Regions from separate parts of the Gossypium arboreum genome. Here region 1 is linked to region 2. Evidence: chromatin contacts called from public Hi-C data. All regions are on one chromosome and are shown on one strand. Each heading gives the region's core, a stretch centred on a gene start, on an enhancer-like site or on the middle of the called end of the contact. The rest is flanking DNA. Distances are from core to core; before and after follow the strand shown. Region 1 has its middle 22 kb from the start of LOC108472222. Region 2 holds the start of LOC108473537 (protein CHROMATIN REMODELING 20).

The links. Hi-C and Micro-C count contacts between places; a contact is called where the count stands out from the background.
Region 1: a Hi-C map of leaf shows a contact between it and region 2, with 2.8 times the contacts expected there. The contact joins the enhancer-like site here to the promoter of LOC108473537 in region 2. A contact is called at or near these places in 2 of 5 Hi-C or Micro-C datasets (both in leaf).

What each region holds. Positions count from the first base shown.
Region 1 is chr11:115,054,761-115,058,280 of ASM2569848v2, forward strand. No RefSeq gene overlaps it. Among protein-coding and RNA genes, the nearest start is that of LOC108472222, 22 kb to the right of the region's middle. Within about 2 kb of position 1,856, at least 2 of the 2 cell types and tissues checked have an H3K27ac peak or open chromatin away from gene starts, as enhancers often do. A contact at or near this core is called in leaf, where this site is marked.
Region 2 is chr11:114,994,318-114,998,033 of ASM2569848v2, forward strand. It overlaps LOC108473537 (protein CHROMATIN REMODELING 20), which reads left to right and starts at 2,145. Exons shown (of 27, transcript XM_017775165.2): 1 at 2,145-2,359; 2 at 3,009-3,081; 3 at 3,205-3,381; 4 at 3,541-3,603; 5 at 3,681-3,716. The coding sequence starts at 3,259. LOC108473394 (probable inactive ATP-dependent zinc metalloprotease FTSHI 5, chloroplastic) reads right to left here and starts at 1,680. Exons shown (of 19, transcript XM_017774922.2): 1 at 461-1,680. The coding sequence starts at 1,428.

The DNA.
Region 1 (3,520 bases), core at 606-3,105, 60 kb after region 2:
ATGTAATTCGAATCGAATCAAATCGAATATATTTGTTCGAGTTAAATTTAAAAAAAATTTGAGTCCTTATAACCATTGTCACTCGTCGTAATAAAATTTGTCCACCTTAATCAAAATTTTTATTAAGTTTCATCACCTTATAATTTATTTATTAATCTTTTATATATAGGTTAGCTTCTTTGCTTACTTAGATGTTTCAATTATCTTGATTCTTGTTACTATGTATTTTGGAATTAGAAAATATATTAAATGTAAAAATATGATTTTTAATAAAATTATTTTAAAGATAAAATGTGAAATAGATACCAATATAAAATTTTAACATGAATATTTAATGGCATAATTAATAATTCAATTTTAATATAAATATTCAATATGACTAAACAATTCAATAATATAAATAACATAAAATGTGAAATTTAATTTAATAATATAAATAGTAGATATAAATAAAATTATTACTATTTATGTTTAGTGATTTTTGGATAATTTTGATTTTTTATTTGAGAGTAAATGGTGAGAAGTAAAAGTTTATGGGAAAAATAAAAAGTTTTGGGGAATAAAAGTTTAAGGGAAAATAAATAGGGGGAAGTAAAATTTTGGAGGGAAAATATTAAAAAAAAATTGGGGGGAGGGGGATGAGTTTGGGGTAGATGAGAGGTGGGATGGGAAGGAAGTAAATATTTTAGGGGGAAAGTGGGAGGGAGTAAAATTTTTGGGGGAAAATAAAAAGTTTTGAGGGTTTTTTGGAGTAAAATTTTGAGAAAAAGTAAATGGGAGAGTAAAATTTTTGTGGGAAATGGATTTTGGATAGATTGGGGGTTGGAATGGAAGGGGAGTAAAAGTTTTGGGGGGAAAGTGGGAAGAAGTAAAAGTTTTGAAGGAAAAGTAAAAATGTTTGGAAATTTGGGGTAAAAATATAAAATATTATAGTTTGATATTCGAATTATTCGAGTTATTCGAATTCGAAAACTCAACTCTATTCGAACTCGAAATTTGAAAAAAAATTCGAGTTGACTCGAATAACTTAATTAACTCGAATAACTCGATTCGGTTTAACTCAAAATTCGAATTTTTTTCGAATTTTTCGAGTCGAATCGAGTTTTGCTCACCCCTAGAAACAATATATATTTGAAAACTTTTTAAGCAAAATAATAAAAAATAAGATATTTTAGTATGATAAACTTGAATCATTAATCACTTATTTAGATTCCAAAATTAATTATTTTATTAATTATTTTATATATTTTTAGTTTTTTTAAATTTATAATTTTTAAAAATATATAAATATTAGAATTTCTATAAATATTTTGAATTTTAAAACTTATTTTCAAATTTTGAAAATTATTTTGATTTTTTTGTAATTTTTGTTAAGAGAGAGACCAATTTACTTGTTTTCAAAATTGACAGGGACCAAAACAATATTTATACTAATCTGTTATTCGAATTATTCGAGTTATTCAAATTGTAAAAATTCAACTCGACTCAAACTTGAAATTCGAAATTTCTTATTCGAGTTGACTCGAATAATTCGAATAAATTGAATAACTCAATTCGATTAATTTAAAATTTAAATTTTTTAAAATTTTTTTCGAATCGAATTGAATTTTACTCACCTGTAAGGTAAACTATGGATAAAGCCCATATCTAGCAAGATGAGAAGAAATATAGATTGAGGAGGGAAGAAGAGATGAAGACAACGTGAGACGTGTTGCATCAGCAAGTCAAGCTCCGACACACTCTCTTGCAAAATTTTGCATTCAAGTCCCTCTTCTTCTTCTTTTTCTTTTTTGGATTTCTTTTAATTTAGACTTTATGAATTTGTGATTGAAGACTTTGATGAACTAGATAATCCCATGATACTTCATGGGCAATTTATTATTTCCTCCTTTATAAATTACCATTTTTATCTATTTTGAAATTAATGGAAATTTTGATACCGTGGAACATACGTTCCTAATTGCTAAAGTTTTAGTGGTATTTGAAATGGAACATCTGTTCCTAATCAAGGAATGGTCGGGATATAATTGAATAAAACTGACGTACCCATTAACCTATAGTTATTATAAAATTATTTAGAATTCTATATTTAAATAAACACAAAAAAAAACTATATAAATTAAAAAATAAATTATAGAGAAGATTAGCCCTAACGAATTAGGTTCCATAAAAACTACTGAGCGGATCTGTATTCCAAGTAATTGTTGAATTTCCTAAAGGTTTTGGGATCATTATGCTCTATAACCAAAAGCATGGCCTCTTTTTCAAAAAAAGGCATAGGCATGGATCACATATTATTAGGCCTTGCAAGGCCCAAGTATATTGGGGGCTTAGAACAGGCTTTATTCACCTCTTTTTACAGAATAATATGCATATGCAATGTATCAGGTAATTAGGAGTGAGCAAGACTCGAGTTAATAGAATCAAATAAGTAATTCAAGTTTAGATTTCGAGTCCGAGTGAAGTTAAAATTTACCATTCGAATAATAAATTAGTGTAAATACTTCTTTGGTCCCTGTCAATTTTGAAAATAAAACAAATTAACCTTTCTCTCAACAAAAATTTTATAAAAAATCAAAATATTTATTAAAATCTACAATTTATATATTTTTAAAAATGATAATTTTTTTTAAATCTAAAGAATATATAAAGAAAGTTACAATTTTCAAAATGTTATAAAATAATAAATTTGGAGACTTAAATAAATTAATTAACGAGTCAAGTTTATCATATTAAAGTATCTTTTTTTTTTCTTATTTTGCTTTGAAAAATTTTCAAATATTTATGATTTCAAATTTATTTACTCTAATATAAAATTAATTATATTATAATAATATTTTAATTTTACATGTTACAAGAAGTGAAAGTAGTGGTTAATGAAGGAAGTAAATCCAAACAACCTTATCACCTACCTACTTCTTTGCATATTCACCTACTCTGGGGACTCCATGCATGTACAACATTTCCGTTTAAAATATGGCACCTCTAAAATGGGAGATAAAAAATTTTATAATCTAATTTGAAAGTTACAAATCTTATCAAGAGTAATTATATTTGATATTTAACTTTTCAAAACAAGTGTTGGATCGATGAGATTTACTTTTAAGGGTTTCCAAAATTGATATTGAAGAATGAGTTCGATCTCTTTTGTGATGTAGAAATAAAATTGAAAAGATTTTTGATTCAAGGGTCTTCAAGATTTGATCTTAGATGATTGAATTCATTTCAAACATTGTTGAGACTCAAACTTAAAGAACAAATTTGATCCTTTTTTATGTTGGCTGAACAAGATGAAAGAATAACTGTTGAAAGTTATTCAAAATTGGTATAGATTTTTTCAGAATTTCTTCAACTTCTTCAATTACTTTAAAGACTTCTTTAGATTTTAGAGAGTTTCATTCATCAAAATATTCTCCTTAAACTTCTTAATTTTGCACTTGTGAACTTGTATTGAGAGGCTTGGAATTCACTTCTTTATAATGCCAATGATAGAGTTCTTTTAATATATAGTTTCTCACAA
Region 2 (3,716 bases), core at 895-3,394:
ATGCCAAAACTGTTGGAAGCTAAACGTACAAATCATCCGCATCGTCAAAGTTAAAAATGTCAAGAGTGGTTGCAAAGAAACTCCTTTAACACATGAAAGCTAGGCGCAAAGAAACTCCTTTAACAAGCACTGCAAACTAAAAGTAAAATAAAATAACAACTGCAACGCTGTTTACTTTTTGTAAGAGGTAGAAAATAAACATTTAGGTAACCAAATAATTGCATTAGATTAGGTAATGAGATAACTTTAAGACTGCGAAGTCTATACCACAAAATAAAGAATGAAGAAGGGCAGAATAAGAGAAACAAGATAAAGTGATAAACCATGTGAGCAGATAAATATGCATTATAGGATACACCAAATATTCTATAATTTTACTCGAGCAAACTAATTCTGATTGAAATCCTATAGATGAGAAACAACATATACCAATATATAATAATCGGTAGAAAAGGTTTACCTCTGGAAAAGCTCCTTCCTCCTCATTTGGTTATTAAACCTTTGCACCAACTCCTCACACTCCCTCTCAATAAAACAAAGCTCCCTCACACCAATACTCAGTGCTGTGGTCTCTCTCCTCAGTATCTCATCCTCAATCTCCCCAATTCTCTCCCATATCCTACTATACTCCTCCTCCATTCTCTCTATCCCCTCTTCCAACTTCTCCACAGTATTCCGGCCTTGTCCTTGTCCTTTCCCCTTCCCCTTACCCTTCCCCCCTCTCCCACTCATCACCTTCTCCTTCTCACTCCCCACTTTCACTGCCTTATCCACAATCTCCTCAGCTTTTTTCTCTAACTCCTCTTTCTCCCTCTTCAACTCCCTAATTTCCCTATACAACCCTTTCATTATCTCCCCTTGCAACTCCTCTTTCTTCACTTTCACAGCTTTTAACACTTTCCCAACTTCCTTAACATCACCATTTCCATTCCTAACCTCCTCTACCCTGCTCAACAACTCCGAAACCACCTCTAACAACCTCCTTGTATAATCCGAAAACTCGTGCTCATTTTTCCTCAAAGCCCCTTCCTTTTCTTCGTCTTCTTTTCCCCTCACACTCAGTTTTTCCACTACTGCAGCCATTGCCACACATTTAAACTCCCCATTTGGACCGAAATTCGATAACCCAATTGCAAAACAAAGCAAAGTAAAAGCAAAACTCTTAACCAAACATTGAAATGAAGAATACCCACACGAGACTTTGACTTCCTTTTCACAATTTTCCTTTCTGGATAGCACCAAATTTTGATGTTTCACAGGTTTGGAACCTTTGGGATTTCCTAGGAATGCAAAAGCTTTGAAGTTGAGCTTAATGGAGAGGGTTCTGGTGGGTTTCTTGATATACCTATGGGTTCTGATAAGATGCCTTGTTCTGAAATTGGGAGGGGAGAGTTGAGAGAGGCATGGTGAAGTGAAGATGGAGTCCATTGAAAGAGATGAATATTGGCGAAGCTATGGAGAGTGTATTAATTGATAAGATGGTAGAAATTTGGTGGTCATTTTGGAATGTGGGAAAACGTTCGAGGTTAGTTTCGGAAATAGAAAAGTTGGAAGGCTGCAACAATGAAGGAGAAGAAGAAAGGTTTCAGAGACGGAGAGGTTAATGTGGGGATTAGACTTTAGAAGTGGGAGAGATACCAAAAACCGATGTTGTTTTCTAAAATTGTTTGATTGGGATTGAACCGGGTTCACAATGATCAGTTTTGTTTCTTAAGTTTACAAAAGAGGTCAAATTCTTATTTTTATTCCTCTACTATGTTCAAATTTATATTTTGACCCCTTCGTTTTAATTTGATAAAGTTTAGTCTTCTTTTTCTAAAATAAGTTTAATCTTCTACTTTATAATTTTATTAGGTAGCTTAAATTATTATGTTCACGTGGAATTTTTAAAATATAGTTTAAATTAATAATTTTAATTAGTGTGCTTTTTTCTTTTAAAATAATTTTTACTACTTTAATAATTAATTAACAGTCTACATCATTTAAATCAATTAATAATAGTATAAAAATAAATGAAAAATGATATCAAATTAAAATATAAAGATTAAATTTTAAATTTAATTATAATAAAAGATTAAAATATTAATTTAATATTTTCAAAATGCCCTTCCAAAATGACACAATCACCAAAATCCCCCCATTAGAAGCACCCTAAAATTTGTTTTAAGAAAATAAAAAGAAAATGGTTTAAGCATTCAAAAAATAATAATAATTGTTTTAAAAGCCGAAATTTTTAGTTCTTTGGTTCTAATTTTTCAATTTTTTCCGTGTCCTAAAAAACGAAGTATATTAAACGTTTCCCTCCTCTAAGAAATCTGAGTTGGATTTCCGCTTCAATCGCGAATCTTCTTTCCTTCTGGTGAGTCAACTCGTTCTCTTTGATCCCCGATTCCCAATTCACTAATCTTTTAGGCAGTGGCTTAGCAGAGTAGCTCGTGGTCGAAGTTGAATAGAGCTTGAACTTGGAATCGCGTGTTCGTTTTTTTATTATTTCTAGTCTTATTTCTTCTGTTTCTATAAATTTTATTATTTTAGGGTTTTCAAGTGATTTAGCATTATGTTAATGGCGTTGTTGTTATAGGAGTTCAAGAGAGTTTTTATATAAAAATGAGAAATTTTGCAAATGTGAGGTTTTTAGGAGGGTTTTTTTTTTTACTGTTCCTAGAAGTTGATATTGTGTTCTAATTTTGATGTTTTATTACTTCTTTTTATCAAGGAATTGCTTTGTTCAAATTGATAACCTGGTATTAGTTAGTTGCGGCCACCTGTTTTGTGTTTATGTTGTCATTAGCTTTTTGTTGTTGATTTGTTTTCTGTGCTTTTCTTTTAGTTAGGGATTTTTTATTGCTTAACTCTCTTAGTATGAAGCAAATTTGTAGTTGGAAAAATATTAGGATTTGATTCCAAAAATCCTAACATAAATGTAGAAGTTTTAGTTCCGTTTTCCTGAGTCATCCTTTTGTTCTAACAAAAGTTGGTGTTTTTTAATGTGTAATGTAACAATACAGAGACACCATTGGTGGAAGCCGCTTGCAAGTAATTTTGAGGGTAGTGTGAGAAAATTAAGGAAACCTGTTTCAAGTAATCATGAATGCTTGCCATCTCTGTTTCCTTTTTGTTGTATGCCAAGACTATGTGATTCTCTTGGTTGATTGATCGGTGCGTTTCTTAGTTTTCTGATATGTTTAGTTGCCATCCTTTTAGCTGCTGCTGCTGCTTTGGAGGGTTATTCTCTTTCTTGATGCAACTTGAATAAAGATGGAGGAAAAACATGATGAAGTTGAAGATGTTGACAGAGCCTCTAGTGGTTCTTTTATTGTTGATTCAGATGATGATGATGAACCATCAACATCTGGACAAGATGATGGGTTGCATTTTGAGGTAAGTGAATGCTGATGTTTCTTATCATTATAATACTCATCTTTTTGATGGATTTTAAGAACTTCACCTTCATAATATCTGTTGCTACTTATATTCTTCTGTGTTTCTAATGCTTGAATTATTTGTACTTAGACACACTTTTTTACATGAAATTTGCAGGAGCCATTGACTGAGAAGGAAATAGAAGAGCTGGTATCTGAGTTTTTGGAAGTTGAGAGCAAGGTACCATGTTTATTCAGACCACTTTGATGCTTTATTTTTCTTTATTATGTTGGAATGTTTTCTCACATTCATTTCAGGCTGCAGAGGCTCAAGAAACACTTGAAAAGGAATCT